Regions from separate parts of the Mus musculus genome. Here regions 2, 3 and 4 are each linked to region 1. A link is a contact called in public HiCAR-type, HiChIP or PLAC-seq and promoter capture Hi-C data. All regions are on one chromosome and are shown on one strand. The core of a region is the stretch at or near the end of the contact, and the rest is flanking DNA. Distances in the headings are between cores, read along the strand shown.

The links. HiCAR-type assays count read pairs that join an accessible place to other places. HiChIP or PLAC-seq counts read pairs in DNA pulled down with a chosen protein or histone mark. Capture Hi-C pulls out chosen DNA fragments and counts their contacts.
Region 2: a promoter capture Hi-C map of adipose tissue shows a contact between it and region 1, with 4 times the contacts expected there. The contact joins the promoter of Wasf1 here to the promoter of Sec63 in region 1. A contact is called at or near these places in 3 of 39 promoter capture datasets (liver and neutrophils) and 2 of 9 other capture datasets (adipose tissue and liver).
Region 3: a contact with region 1 is called in an H3K27ac HiChIP or PLAC-seq map of thymic regulatory T cells, with 8 times the contacts expected there. The contact joins the promoter of Smpd2 here to the promoter of Sec63 in region 1. A contact is called at or near these places in 5 of 39 promoter capture datasets (hematopoietic stem and progenitor cells, hippocampal neurons, liver and 1 more), 2 of 115 datasets of contacts at active chromatin or transcription factors (double positive thymocytes and thymic regulatory T cells) and 2 of 9 other capture datasets (adipose tissue and liver).
Region 4: a HiCAR-type map of astrocytes shows a contact between it and region 1, with 2.8 times the contacts expected there. The contact joins the promoter of Ccdc162 here to the promoter of Sec63 in region 1. A contact is called at or near these places in 2 of 39 promoter capture datasets (hippocampal neurons and liver) and 1 of 115 datasets of contacts at active chromatin or transcription factors (astrocytes).

Annotation. Positions count from the first base shown.
Region 1 is chr10:42,759,571-42,763,077 of GRCm38.p6, reverse strand. Sec63 (SEC63-like (S. cerevisiae)) reads right to left here and starts at 1,582. Exons shown (of 21, transcript NM_153055.3): 1 at 1,190-1,582. The coding sequence starts at 1,313.
Region 2 is chr10:40,881,999-40,885,505 of GRCm38.p6, reverse strand. It overlaps Wasf1 (WAS protein family, member 1), which reads right to left and starts at 1,679. Exons shown (of 9, transcript NM_001379453.1): 1 at 1,436-1,679. Cdc40 (cell division cycle 40) reads left to right here and starts at 2,363. Exons shown (of 15, transcript NM_027879.2): 1 at 2,363-2,619. The coding sequence starts at 2,431.
Region 3 is chr10:41,488,642-41,492,148 of GRCm38.p6, reverse strand. It overlaps Smpd2 (sphingomyelin phosphodiesterase 2, neutral), which reads left to right and starts at 1,809. Exons shown (of 10, transcript NM_009213.2): 1 at 1,809-2,166; 2 at 2,589-2,685; 3 at 2,798-2,874; 4 at 3,125-3,218; 5 at 3,326-3,415. The coding sequence starts at 2,117. Ppil6 (peptidylprolyl isomerase (cyclophilin)-like 6) reads right to left here and starts at 1,710. Exons shown (of 8, transcript NM_028430.1): 1 at 1,528-1,710. The coding sequence starts at 1,668.
Region 4 is chr10:41,714,534-41,718,040 of GRCm38.p6, reverse strand. Ccdc162 (coiled-coil domain containing 162) reads left to right here and starts at 1,578. Exons shown (of 48, transcript NM_001358562.1): 1 at 1,578-1,637.

The DNA.
Region 1 (3,507 bases), core at 333-2,832:
ACAAAAGAGATGCAAGTGTTGCTTGCTCTTTATCTTAAATTTACTTGAGTTCTATTATGAAACTAGATAATTTTATAGGACATTGAACTCTCTCTTCAAAGTGTAACAAGTCCTGAGCTTCACTGCTAACAATTCTTCCCAAGCTGCAGTGCACAACCTAGACAACTTAGATCATCACCACACCCAACCTAAAAGCAACTTAGCAGACACAGAACGCTCTCCCCCAGAGCCGCTGTTATACTCGAAACCTACTAATTATGGTTACCACCACCAGAAATAACCCATTAGGCGCTTGCTGTAAGTGCCATCAGCTTTAAGAATAACCGGTGCCATATGTCTTAGTAAAGTGCAACACAGAATCCAACATTACAATCTTAAACCTAACATCCCCGGAAACTGCACTGGGTTGCGTTCTGACGCGACCTTTAATGTGGAAAGACTCGAGAACTAAAAGCAAAGGAGCTTGCGACCCCACCAACTACCTCCTTCCATCAACGAATCCCGCTTAATCCTTCATGCCTGCACTTTTCCGTTGTAAACAGGAAACTCCAGAGGAAAGGAAACGGAGAAAATCCTATTTGTGCTTTTATAAAAGGAATAACGGCAGCGCTCTCCAACCCCCACGATGTGATTGAACAAATGAAAAAAGCAACCGGAGGAAGTGACGGGGTGGGCTGCTGGTGAGCTCACTTGGAAGTCCCAAACATGACACCCAGCTTAGGGGTGCCCCCAAACATCTGTACCAACAGCTGCAGCGGGGACACCGGGACAAGAGGGAGAAAGGGTGACGGGAGCGAAGGATGCGGAGTTGTGCCCACACGCTCTTATTCCCCCTCGGCCAACTCTTCTCTCGCCCCCCGTCCCAGCCCAGCCCGCTCCCTCCAGAAAGAACACCCAACAAAGCCGAGGCTGGGGAGACAAAGAGGCGGCAGGCGAGGGGCGTCCAGAACAATGCGGATCGGATCCCCGCCAAACTCCCGCGGACCACGCAGGCGGGCGGACAGCCCCGGAAATCGCCGCCGAGCTCCGGCCCCGTGGACAGCGGCCCTCAGGCCCCGCCGCCCAGGCGGCGTCCCTGGGACGCGGAGCAGCACCGGCGGGCAGGACGGCGCGGCCCGGAGCGGAGCGGAGAAGAGCGGAGCGGAGCGTCCGCCCGAGCGCGCCAGAGCGGGCCGCCGACGGGACTCACCCGCGTTCTGGTCTCGCGGCCAGAGGTAGTAGGTGGCGGGGATCACGATGAGCCCCACGAAGGAGGTGAGGAAGTAGAAGAAGGTGTTCCCGCTGTCATCGTACTGGAACTGCTGGCCCGCCATGGCTCCGCCTCCTCCGCCGCGCTCCCCTCACCGCCGTCGCCACGACCCCGCGCTGCGCTCCGGCTCCCGGCTCCCAGCGCCCCGGCCCCGTGTGGCGTAGCTCGGACGCCGCTACCGCCGCCGCCGCCGCCGCCGCCGCCGCTCTCCTCCCCGCCCCCACGCCGCTCTCACGGACACGCCGCCGCCGCCGCCGCGGCCGTCGCCAACTCTCGCGAGAGGAGCTAGTTCCCGCCCCACGCGGCTGTTCCCTCCCCGGCCGTCTCCTCCACACGCTCACTGAGGGAGACGTGGCGCGCGCAGCAAAGAAACTCTGTTGGACCCCGCCCGCGGCCCCGCCCCTGAGCCACGGACCACGCCCTCTGTTTTCCATAAGCCCGCCCCCGGGTCCCGCCCCCTGCTTACCAGGCTTTCCTTCCCAGCACCCTTCCCGGATTCCAGGAGCTTTCTTGCCAGGGTCCCCCAAGCAGTGAGCAGAGGCGAGCGTCCTAGGTGCGATTGGGACCTGAGCTTTTGCAACCTAAGCGAGGTTGCCAAACCTCTCCACTCTCTCCTATCCCTCTCACTTTTCCTCCACGTGAACCTCATGGAAACAAGTGCCATTAAAATAGGGAGCAAGGAAAAATAAATAAATGAAAAGAATAGGGAGCAAGGAACTCCTCAGAGTTCCAAAGCCTTGGTATTTGGAGCTGCCAGTTCACTAATGCTTTCTGTGACCCAAGCGATCATGTCTTCAATTTGTCAGTAAAACATGAAATAAAGCAAAATATAGATCGGTGGCTCTCAACCTTCCTAATGCTGCCACACTTTAATACAGTCCCTCATGTTGTCGTGACCCCGAACCGTAAAATTATTTTCATTTCTAGTTCATAACTGTAATTTTACTACTGTTACGAATTGTAATGTAAATATATGATGTGCATGATATATATACTCCCTCTAAAACGGTCTTTTGATAACTCCCCCTTAACAGGGTCAGGACCCACATATTGAGAACCAATGTCATATATGCTCTATTGATGAGAAAATTCAGACTCAAAACATTTTCCAGAGGTAACGCTCAATGGTTTGGGTTTGCTCAGGGCTTGAGGATCCAAACCCAGATCGCTCTGACGCCCCAAAGAGCCGCTGGCACTCCCCTGCAACCTGTGGGCAATCTGAAGAGGCAGTCACTCTCTGCTCCTGGCCACCGAATCTCAAGCTGGAGTCAGCTGAACTGCAGGATAGTCCTCTAACCTTGCAAAGATCCCACCAGAGTCCAGTGGTGGCCTTAGCAGGGTGGGTCCCAGTGTCTGCACTGCCCTCTGTGGATCAAGAGGACACAGGGCACTTTACACAGGACCGCTGTGAATAGTAAAGGAAACTGTGCAATATCTTTAAAAAGAGAAGCTACCGCGCAAGTACAAACATTCTGCTGTATTTTTTTTTAAGATTCATTTTTTATTTTTATGTATATGAGTACACTGTAGCCATCATGTGGTTGCTGGGATTTGAACTCAGGACCTTCAGAAGAGCATTCAGTGCTCTTAACTGCCCGTTTTGTTGTTGTTTTGTTTACTTTGCTTTTTGTTGGGGGGGGTGTTTTTTTTTTTTTCTTTTTGAGCCAGGGTTTCTTTGTGTAGCCCTGGCTGTCCCGGAACTCACTCTTTAGCCAGGGTTGGCCTCGAACTCACAGAGATCAGCCTGCCTCTACCTCCTGAGTGCTGGGAATAAAGCTGTACACCAGCACCAGCGTTTAAGGATTGTTTCAAGACTAGTCAGTTAACTACATGGCTTTTCAATATGCCTTCCATTGTCTGAGAGGAAATCTGGTTACACAAGCTCTTTCATTGAATGTCTCAAAACCAGTATTTATCATAATGAGTCATGCTTCCCCTTATACTAGATTATGTTCACAAGTATTCTGTCTCCCCTTTCAAATTCCAATTTAACAGCACATTTCTGAAAGCCACTTTTGCTACATTTTTCTGCCTTGTTCCCCCCCCCCCACTCCCCCGTAAAGTTTCCAAGGACTTTATTGTAAGAGGGAAACTTAGAAGTGGAAAAGAAACTTGGACTATGAAATCAGAACAGAACTAGGGCCATCCTGAGGCAGGATAGACAGGGAATTTGGGAGATTGAAGACAGAAAAGGGGACCTCATCCCAGAGTACTTAATGCCAGCACTCAGGTAGCAGAGGCAGGCAGATCTCTGTGCA
Region 2 (3,507 bases), core at 430-2,929, 1.9 Mb after region 1:
TTTAAGTAGTAAGTAGCTATGTTTTTTTCCCAAGGTTTTGAGATATATTCTGTCCTTAAGGTATTCAAAACTGGATCTACTCATATCCATGTCGATAAGAGTTAAAAGAAAAAAACTGTAACTGGCAATAAAATATACTTTAAAAAGAACTAAGTGAAAATTAAAATCCAAGTTAGGGAGTTTTTCTCCTCCCATATTAAATCCTCCCTCTCATTCAAATGAAAGATATGATTAGTAAATCGGATGTTCAAATATTCTACAAATACAAAACTTTTCTTATTAAAACGGAAAATTTTATATATAAGTACGTTATTCAAATATTCAAAATAAATAAAAATACTTTCCCTAACAGAAACTTAGATCAAAGATAAACTGTTCCTGTGAGTTCCAAATGGGACTGCATCTGTACTTGTGTTATGCGGCTCCCAACAATTAGAAAAATGAAAGTTTACCAATTAAATTTACAATGTCAATGGATGTTTGTACAACTGAACAACTAATAAACTAATCACACCGATTACTGAAAATAAAGACTTAGCTAATGTGAACACCAAGAAAAAAATGTAAATAGAATGTCGGGCACATTTTGTATAGTAAAGGATAGGGTCAGAATGAGTCGAATTAAAGTACCTATTCTAGCTAGGTATTAATTAGTCAGTCACAGGGCAGGTCGTGAATGTTGGGATCCGATGAGCTTTCTTTTCACCATTATTCTAGTTCATCATCCGCAAGTGCTAGAGAAGGTGTCTACGGAAGCTAGGGGGCATGCTGTAGCTAGGGGAAAAGAAAAATGGGAAAGGTGCAATGGATGCTGCATAGTTGAATAATTATCTGGGTGGCACAATGGGCGAGTCCTGCCGACATCAGAGCCCAGCAAGCGTCTCCCTAACTCTGCCCGAGGAACCTCCCCATTTCCAGGCATCAAAAGAGCCAGCACCCTCTCTGCCTTCTCTTCCAAACTGGAATATAAAGGGATGCCCGCACTCGCTTTACCATGGTCGTGCAGAGAGCCGCGGCGCAAAGACCCGCGGCCAGGGCTCGCTTTTCAGAACCGCTGGCACGCCGGGCGAGCCGAGGGCTCCGCGACTGGCTGCAGCCTTCGCCGGCGCCGATGCACAAGGGCGGAGCGGCGGGATCGGAGCCCCGAACCCCGCGCCGCAGGTGAGAGCCGCAGATGCTGCACCCAGAGCAGCCTCGGGCCAGTCCCCGCGCCCGAGATCCCACGCCTCGTCCTCCACGCGCAGCCCGGGCTGCTGGGCGGCGGGCGCGGGGGAGCCCGGGATGGGGGCGGGGGCGGCGCGCCCATCCATCGCCGCCGCTGCAGACCCCGGCTCATCCACACGCCCCTCTCGGCTCGGGTCGGTGGAGAACAGTTCCCTCGTCAGGACCCCGGGAAGAAAAAAAAGGGACAAAATCCTGAGAGACTCGTGCTCACCGCGAAACCGTGGGGGGCTCGCGCCGTACCCCTTCTACATGCTTCGGCGGCTGCCGCCGGTCCGGCTCCGCACTGGGGCGCCACCAGGAGCCCCTCGGGAGCGTCGGGCTGCGGGATGGAAGCCGCGCCGGGCACTGGCTGAGGCGCCGGGCCGCCGGGAATGCCGCCGGGGGCGCCCACTGCTCGCCCGAGCCGCGGTGCGCTCGACGCGCGAGCGAACAACACCGCGAGCAGCCGCTGCCCTGCGCCGCCCCCTCCCCGCGCGACGCTCCACAACCGGGCGCGGGGACCCGCGCCTGCAGCAGGGGGAGCCGCGGGGCGCTCTCCGCCTGGCCTCACGACCTTTCCCCGGAGCTGCACCGGACGGGTCCCAGGTCTCTGAACTTAGGATTCGCACTCTCCCCTCGAACCCTGCAGGGCGTACGGCGGCATGGTGGGAGAATGAGCATCCACCCACTTACCCGTCCGTGGGCAAGAGGACGGCGCTTCCCCCTGTCCTGAGGCTCTGTGGTATTGCCCGATCCGCACTTTGGGGGAGGGGGCCGGAGAGAACGGTGCTGGGCTCGGGAATGAGGGAAGATGACATCCAATTGAATGAAGCATCCTCTTGGGGGCGGGGTCGAAGGCAGGCCCCCTCTGCCGGGCTCCACCTCCTCGCTCCAAACTACATTTCCCATGGTGCCGCGAGCTCCTCGCCGCACTGTACGCCGGGAGTGAAGGTCCTCGAGGCTTCAAACACATCTCAGGACTGGGTCTTTAATCAACGAGGTCCTGAAAGTTACAAATAGTTGTAATCCCTTGTGCTTCTTTAGATAAATGTTTGTGAATCTCAAGTTTTGATACAGTTATCTCAATAATAAAGTTTTTTTCGAGAAGTTATAAATGATTTTTTTTAAAGGAGGTAAATATCGAGTTCCATGACAATCTGACAGGACCTGGGAGACGCTGCTTCTTCCGCCTTGGCCTGGCCTTAGCAGAGAGTATCTGTTGCAGTCATGTCGGCTGCGATTGCAGCTCTAGCTGCTTCGTATGGCTCGGGCTCGGGGTCCGAATCGGATTCGGACAGTGAGGGCAGTCGGTGTCCGCTGCCAGCCGCGGACTCTCTCATGCACTTGACCAAATCGCCTTCAGCCAAGCTCTCTCTGACCGTGGCGGTGGACTCGGCTCCGGAGGTGGCAGTTAAGGTAAGTGTTTTGGACACTAATAAGCTCAGGAACTGCTTTCAGCTCGTCTCGGGTTAGAGGCTGGTCTACCTTGGCGCTGAGAAGTATGTAACTAGCGTTTACATCTCTTCCCACATCCTCCTTGACGATTAGAAGTACGGAGCAGCTCTCCACTAACCCCTGTCCTTCCTATCTCCGTCGGATAAAATTAGTTCAGGAGAGGAGGAAAGTTTGAATTTGTAGACTAAGATGTAGCCTTATTAGATCAGTTATAAGTTCAGAGCATAGATAATATTGGATCAAGACTTTCAAACTAGAATTTGTACCCTCACTAGAAGTGAGCCACGGCCAGGCACTGTTTTGTTTTTGAGGAACTCGGCACGAATCCTGGCTTCACTACTTTCAAATTACACAACGTTCTTTTGTACAGTTGTGCAATGAAGATAGCTGTATAAAAACATATTTATCGGGGGGTTATTGTAAAGATTGAGTGAAATTATATGGTAAAGATTATAGCACAGAGCCGAATATCTATCTAGTGGAAAGCGATACATGTTAGCTATTGTGATTCTTTGTGTTAATACAATGAATGGGAAAAGGACATAAAGTTTAGGAAGTAGCATGCACGAACCCAACCGAGGAAGTTGATAAAGGGGGAAACCCAGTTCTATAGTTCTATAATATAGTTCTCTATGGAGCATGTATTGTTTCCCAGTAACAACAGGATTAAAGCCACAAGGGTCAACCAACCAGAACATCTTTGCTATCATAGTTCATACTGGAATCATTCTCGTGGGTGAAACAACCAATTAAATGTGGACAAATAAAGTAGTTACAGATTGAATTGAACACTGGGTGTCCGGGGGTGGGGGGTGGGGTGGGGATGGGATGGGGTAATAACCACAACAA
Region 3 (3,507 bases), core at 560-3,059, 1.3 Mb after region 1:
AAAGATTTATTTATTTATTATATGTAAGTACACTGTAGCTGTCTTCAGACACTCCAGAAGAGGGAGTCAGATCTCCTTAAGGACACTCCAGAAGAGGGAGTCAGATCTCATTAAGGATGGTTGTGAGCCATCATGTGGTTGCTGGAATTTGAACTCAGGACCTTCGGAAGAGCAGTCAGTGTTTGTTGTGACTTAATCCCTGAGCCATCTCTCCAGCCCCTACAATAAAGTTTTATTAGAACACTTATATCCTGTGTCCACCGCTTTGCTTTGTTATGAAGACAAAGTATTAATAACTATGTAGCCCAGGCTGGCCATCAACTTCCTGTCTTGGCCTTTTGGGTGCCTGTGTTACCATACCTGGGCACACTGTTTTTCTCAACATAAGTCTAAGACTGTGTCCCAGAACACCTAACATATTTACTAATTGAACTTCCCAGGAAGAAAAAAAAAAGGTTGCAAACACTTTGCCTGCAGTGTGGAACAACCACAGGAAATATTAATGTCTTAAGAGAGTCAAACAAGAAAGAGAGAGAGAGAGAGAGAGAGAGAGAGAGAGAGAGAGAAGGGAGGAAGGAAGGAAGGCCACTTTAGCTGTAAGACACTGGTTCATGTCTCAAAAATACCAAAAAAAAAAAAAAAACCCAATAAAGAAACAAACACAAGCACTAAGCCTTCATCTTCCAACACACACACAAGACAGCACTTTCACTCTGGATGCTAGAGCAAGCAAGGGTGTGTGTGTGTGTGTGTGTGTGTGTGTGTGTGTGTGTGTTCTGAGGGTGAATTCTACTGCCCTTGCTCTCCAGCTGGAAAAAACAAGCACAAACAAACTAGTTGCTGGCTCAGGGCTGCGTGTATTTCACCACCGTACCCCCCAGGTTTTTTCCTGTTTCCAGGTAGCAGGCGTGCTGCGGCATGATTGACCTGGCTACATTTGTTTGTTTCCTGGTGCATAAAATATCATTCTACATGTTTACAAATTCATACTTGGATTCTTCACAGCACTTCTGGGACATCTCTTAAAAATCTGAAAAGTATCTGATTCTGCTAAAATGCAGAAACAACTACAGAAATTATAAAGGAAAGGCCCTTCCAAAATTAAAGTACTAAAAAAAATCACAAGTGTTTTTTTCTTTTCTTTTCTTTTTTTTTTTTAAACTAGAGGCGGGGAGGCTGAGGTGGTATCTGGGGCACCGGGTTACCTCAGCGATGGTCCTGAAAGCTGGAGCTTTTGAATATTTTCCCGTAATTTTGAATTTTGTAAATCCATAATCCAATAAAAAATTTCACGTGAACTAGCATTTCCATGCATAGGTGTTCCGAAATTACCATTTTCCCAATACGGATCCCCGCGAACGCTCGCTCGCGCTCCGAGTCTCTTCCAGGTCGCCCTTCCTTGCGACCAGCATTTGTTCTCTATGCCCCCATCCAGCCCTAGGACAGAACGTGGACCCCCGCCCGCCAGCGCAGGCGACACCGCGGCAGGGGGCTGAGGTGCGCACGGCGTCTGGGGCGAGGGGTTACCTCAGCGATGGTCTTTGACACCTGAAAGCTGGAGCTTTTGAAGAGCCCCACCACCTTCAGCTTCAGGGGCGGCTCGGGCGGCAACCGCACGTGACATGCTGGGGGCTTCGACTTGGGCCGGCACGGCTGCTGGGTGGCCATGGCAGGGACAGCAGAGAGCCCGGAACACAAATAGTGCGAGTCGCCAGGGCAACCGCGTGGCTCCTCCCCGAACGCCCGCAAGGGGCGGGACCTGAGTGAGTTCGTGGGCGGGGCCTCGCATCAACTTCAAGCCTGTTGCTGGTGGAAGCCGAGCCGGGAACAAGGGAGGAACCTGTAGGCCGCGGTGCGGAGAACCCACCGAAGGACCTAAGAATCTGGAACAGTCCACCCGAGATTCCTTCCAGGACTGCCGGCGGCCTCGCGCAGCCAGCCCGGGATTTGCAGCCGACCTTCTTTCCGGGTGGAAGGACGGCCTTTGTCCCAGTAACGCAGGAGTCGCCCCCCACCCCCAACCAGCTCGCGTTCCTGGGTCGGGGCAGCGCAGGACAGGGCAATAAGCCTGTGCGCGCAATCCGCCTCGCCGCCCTTGCTCCGAAGCACTCCAGCCATGAAGCTCAACTTTTCTCTACGGCTGAGAGTTTTCAATCTCAACTGCTGGTAAGTAAGTGCTCCCAGGCGTGGGCTGCAGCCTCGGAGCCACCTTCCAGTCCCCTCTCGCACATGCCTAGGAAGGAAGCAGGTCTTCTTCAGCCGAGCTAGACCCTGTCCTTCCCGAACCACCAAAGTCCACATCGCCTAAAGACCAGAGCTTGGGTGGTTGCAGCAATCACCAAAGTCCCTATCATCCAAAGCTGAGGTGATGACAGCAGTAATCGTCCCAAACCTGGCCCATGTCTTTCCTTTTAAATGATTTACTTTTATTTTATGTACATTTGGTGTTTTGCCTGTATGTATGTCTGTGTGAAGGTGCCAGATTCTCTGGAACTGGAGTTACAGACAGTTGTAAGCTGTCATGTGCTTGCTGGAAATTGAACTGCTGACCCATCTCTTCTGCCCCCTGCGTCCTCCACCCCTTTTAGGGACATCCCCTACCTGAGCAAACATAGGGCGGACCGCATGAAGCGCTTGGGAGACTTTCTGAACTTGGAAAACTTTGATCTGGCTCTCCTGGAGGAGGTGAGGTTGTAGGGCAGGCTAGGTTGGAGGAGGGCAGCAGGCGGCAGGCGGCGCAGGAAAACTGTTCTGTCTGGGATGAAATCCAAGCAAGTATCCTCACCTTCTTCCTCAGGTGTGGAGTGAGCAGGACTTCCAGTACCTAAGGCAAAGGCTATCGCTCACCTATCCAGATGCACACTACTTCAGAAGGTGAAAAGCCTGTGTTCTCAGCCTGTTCTCAGACGAGGAAGCTCTCCAACATTCTTGCTTGCACCCTCGATCTTCTTCCTCTGGGTGTGAGAAGAGCAGGCCGTCACCCTCATCTTGCAAGGGCTGCTGTCTTAGGCTTTGTTCTGGGGTTGATCTTAGCAGTAGAGCTGGGAGACCGCGGAGGGGAAGAGGGCTGGCTGGGTACTCCCCTCCTTGCTCTTCTGGTTATTAAGCAAGAGTTGGTTTTCAGCGGGATGATAGGCAGTGGCCTCTGTGTGTTCTCCAAACACCCAATCCAGGAAATCTTCCAGCATGTCTACAGTCTGAATGGTTACCCCTACATGGTAAGGATCTCTTCCCTATCCTTGCTAACACAGACTGGACGCAGCCTTCCTGGGGCCTTGGCAGGAGGGTGTCAGTACCCTGAGTTTTTGTCTTCTCTTGCCTGCAGTTCCATCATGGAGACTGGTTCTGTGGGAAGTCTGTGGGGCTGCTGGTGCTCCGTCTAAGTGGACTGGTGCTCAATGCCTACGTGACTCATGTGAGTGGGGCTAGCCAGGCTTAGGCAGTGGGTCAAGCAGCCCAATGCTATGGTGGAGAAGAGACGCCACTAGTTAGTTCTGCTGCCTGGGG
Region 4 (3,507 bases), core at 329-2,828, 1.0 Mb after region 1:
CGCAAGTGTGGACCTTCTGGAAAAAGGAACAAGTGTGACTCATCTTCATGGTGAGAAGCACCAGCTAGGAGCCCCAGCCACGGGTGGTTTGCTACAGGGGATTGTATTTAGAGCTGTTCGTAGCAGAGCGCAAGCCCCCAAACCCCAACCCTCTGGTTTAAGCAGTGGATCTACTGTAAGTGTCAGCCTCCTGGCCTTGGAAATGTCTGCAGTGAATTCTGTCCAAACTCCATCCTGTAATCTCTCCAGTTTCACTTTCCTCCACAGGAATATGAGCTCTGTCATTAAGGTTAGAAAGAAAGGGAAAAATCCCACCAGGGCCTTATCTCAGCCCTGAACACTTAGGAAAGGGTCTACACCTGCTCACTTACTAATAAAATCATTTTTGTGTGAAATAGATGGCTGGCTTTTAACTCAGTGGTAAAGGGTTTGACCTGGGCCAGACTCCCAGCTCAGGATAAAAACAAGGAAAATATATTGGGAAAACAAATTACCATACAAAAAGTGTAACCACTTATAACTATTTGAATGTTTCAAATAAGAATTGAGAATTGTCTCATAAAAGTATAAGATAGTTTGAAAAAAAAAACCACTTAAGATTTCAGAGTGAATATGAATAGACTTGGTTCAAAATCAGTCTTGTCTGCACAAGCCAAGAATTCCACAGAGCCTTGGGTTTCCCTGTAACATGAGGGTTCTACTAATCCTGCCTCACTAGGTTTCTGTGGGGGAGTACAGTGCCCAGCCAAGGGTCAGCAGTTAGGGAAAATTGTAAACCAGGGGTTCTCAGCCTTCCTAATGCCGTGGCCCCTTAGTTAAGTTCCTCATGTTATGGAGCCCCCAACCATAAAATGATTTCATTGCTACCTCATAACTAATTTTGCTACTGTTACAAATCATAATATAAATATCTCTGATATGCAGGATACCTGTTATGCAAACCCCGTGGAAGGGTCGCAGGAGGGGGTCGAGATCCACGGGTTGAGAATTACTGCAAAATGCTTTTGTTTATGTGCAGGGTGGAAAAAGTAAAAGATGAGTTCACATGGGCTAAAGCCAAAACTGTAGAAATCTCGGTAACTGAGTTGGAGTGTTCTAATTTGCTTACTTTCTTTGTGGAAATTGAAATTGCTTTTGCTTGTTTCGGATCCTAGGTTCCTAAAGGGAGAAAGACTATGGTGGAACCCTGTGGTGCAGAAACAACATGATCACACACAAGTTACTGCTGGAGTCTGTTTTGGTTGTTAGGGTGACATTTAGTTACTAGGAACCTGTGAAGAATGGTTTTGTCACTCCACAGTTACTAACGCAAACAAATCTGCCTCCACAGTTACCTGCTTGCCAAAGCCGCTGACTCTGGGTGGGCGGAGCCAAAGCTGTCTGTCCTGGGGGGGGGGGGGGGGGCGTTCTCTGGGCAGCTTCGGAGTTGCTGGGCAACTTCCTTGCTGGAACAGGAAGATTTCATTAATCTTTTCACTTCACTGAAAAAGAATTGTTTGGGTTCTCTTTAATTAGAAATTAGAAAGAGAGAGGGAGGGAGAGAGGAGGGGGCAGGGGAATCGGACCATTCTTGCCAAGGCAAGCCTCAACTTCCACGAAACTGTGAAGCCAGAGCAGTCCTGTGTTTGGAGCAGCAGGTATTGTGAGTCTTCTAATACTGGAGGGAGTTGGGCTCTAGAATTAACTGTACTGGAGCAGGTCACTGGCAGGGTGGTCATTTCTGCTTTGTTAGAGCTGGACTGGAGGGAAGTCAGCTTTGGGTGATGTAAGGTTGACGTGAGAGACACGCTACAGTAGACTATTCAGGATGGTGGCTTGAAAAACCCTGTGGGGTACCAGGGTAGGGACGGAACACCGCGGGCCTCATGCGTGCCTTGAATTCACGATCCTCCTGCCTCACCAAGTTTGTGCCACCATAGCCAGTTGATAAAGTAGTATTTTTAAGCCATAGCAAACTAAGATTAAACACAAGTTTGATTTTTTTCACAATGATTTATTATTTGTGGTTATGTGGATGTGGATGCCGTGTGTGTGTGTGAGTGCCCATGGAGGTCAGCGTATCAGATCTGGAGCTGAGGCAGTTCATGGGAGTGTCCCGGAGAGCTGCCCAAGCTCCTTACCCACTGAGCCATCTCACCAAAGACGCATGGGCGGGCAGATGCACGGCTGGAGTTATTGATGTGCCGTGAAGAACACCTGTTAGTGACTTCCTGAAGCGCTAGTGAGCGCTAACTGAAGCTGAGTCACTGAGCATTTCATAGATGTGACATATGGGTTAATGCCAGCTGGACCCTAGTCCTCTCCAAAAGAGCATCCAAGATGAAAGCTCTTCTTGGGCACCGCTGCATCTTTCTGTTAAAATGAGCTGAGGACGAATAAGAAACAATCACTTGCCCGAGAATGACTTACCGTGTAAATCAGTTAGCCCGACCAGTGCCCCCGAGGGTTGCTTGGATCCTGCCTGCTCGTCTCCAGGGAGCATTCCTCTTCCGGTGTCCTATCATACTTGATCAAGTGAGGAGAATTAGATGGAATCATTTCAGAGTAGTGGTTACGAAGCCTCTGATCTCCAGACACCCAACCTGGTGCCCTTTCAACTTACGACCCAGACTGTTGACCTGATCACGGACGGTCCTACGTTGTCACAGAGCTGCCTCAGAGCGTAAGAACAATAGAACAGCTTTCTTCTCTGCTGCTTTCTGCTAAAGTGGTTAAGTAGGCATTTACAAACCTCTCGGCATAGATAGTAATCATCACCGGGTGGGTGTGCAAACTGAGCACTCGAATTGCCTGTGACATTTAGTGTTTCTTGTATCAAACAGGAATTCGGTGAGTCTGTGTAAATAAGGAGACGACACCCAATAAGCCTGTGAAGGAAAGGGAAATCTAATTCCGTGGAAAGAAACTTTAGGCCACACACACATTGTTTCTCTAGGCTGTCCCCAAACTGGGAGTCCTCCTGCCTCCACTTCTGTAGTACTGGTACTGCAGGTGTGCACCACCACAGTGGGTTGAGGTGCAAATCTTGACCATTCTCTTCCGAGGCGTCTGTGGATTTGGCTTGTTGAGCTTTTCTTTGGTCTTCTGGCCTGTTTACTCTGCTGCCTCCCAGATCTAGTCTAGCTGTCTCTGCTAGGTGTTTTCTGTACCCAGCACACTTTTGTGTGGGGTTCCTTTGTTGAAACATCTCCTGGAGCACAAGCTAGCCTTGAGTTCACTGGTTATTTTTGTCTTCACATAGGCTGAGAGGTCTGAGCGCAAGTTTCTCTTTCTGCTCATCCTGTGGCATCCGGCACAGTGCTTGACCCAAAAGTGGCCTCTCACTGGGTGTTTGCTTGGTGATTGCATTTTGAAGATTACAGGAGGCTATTGTTTTGAGCACAGGGTTCCAACATCCAGGCCAAGCCCATTGGAGTTACTCATGCTAAAGCCAACAAAGCAAGGCTAAGTTATTTGGCTTTTCAGAAACAAGAGGTGACAAAATTAATAATTGCTCCAAATGGTCCT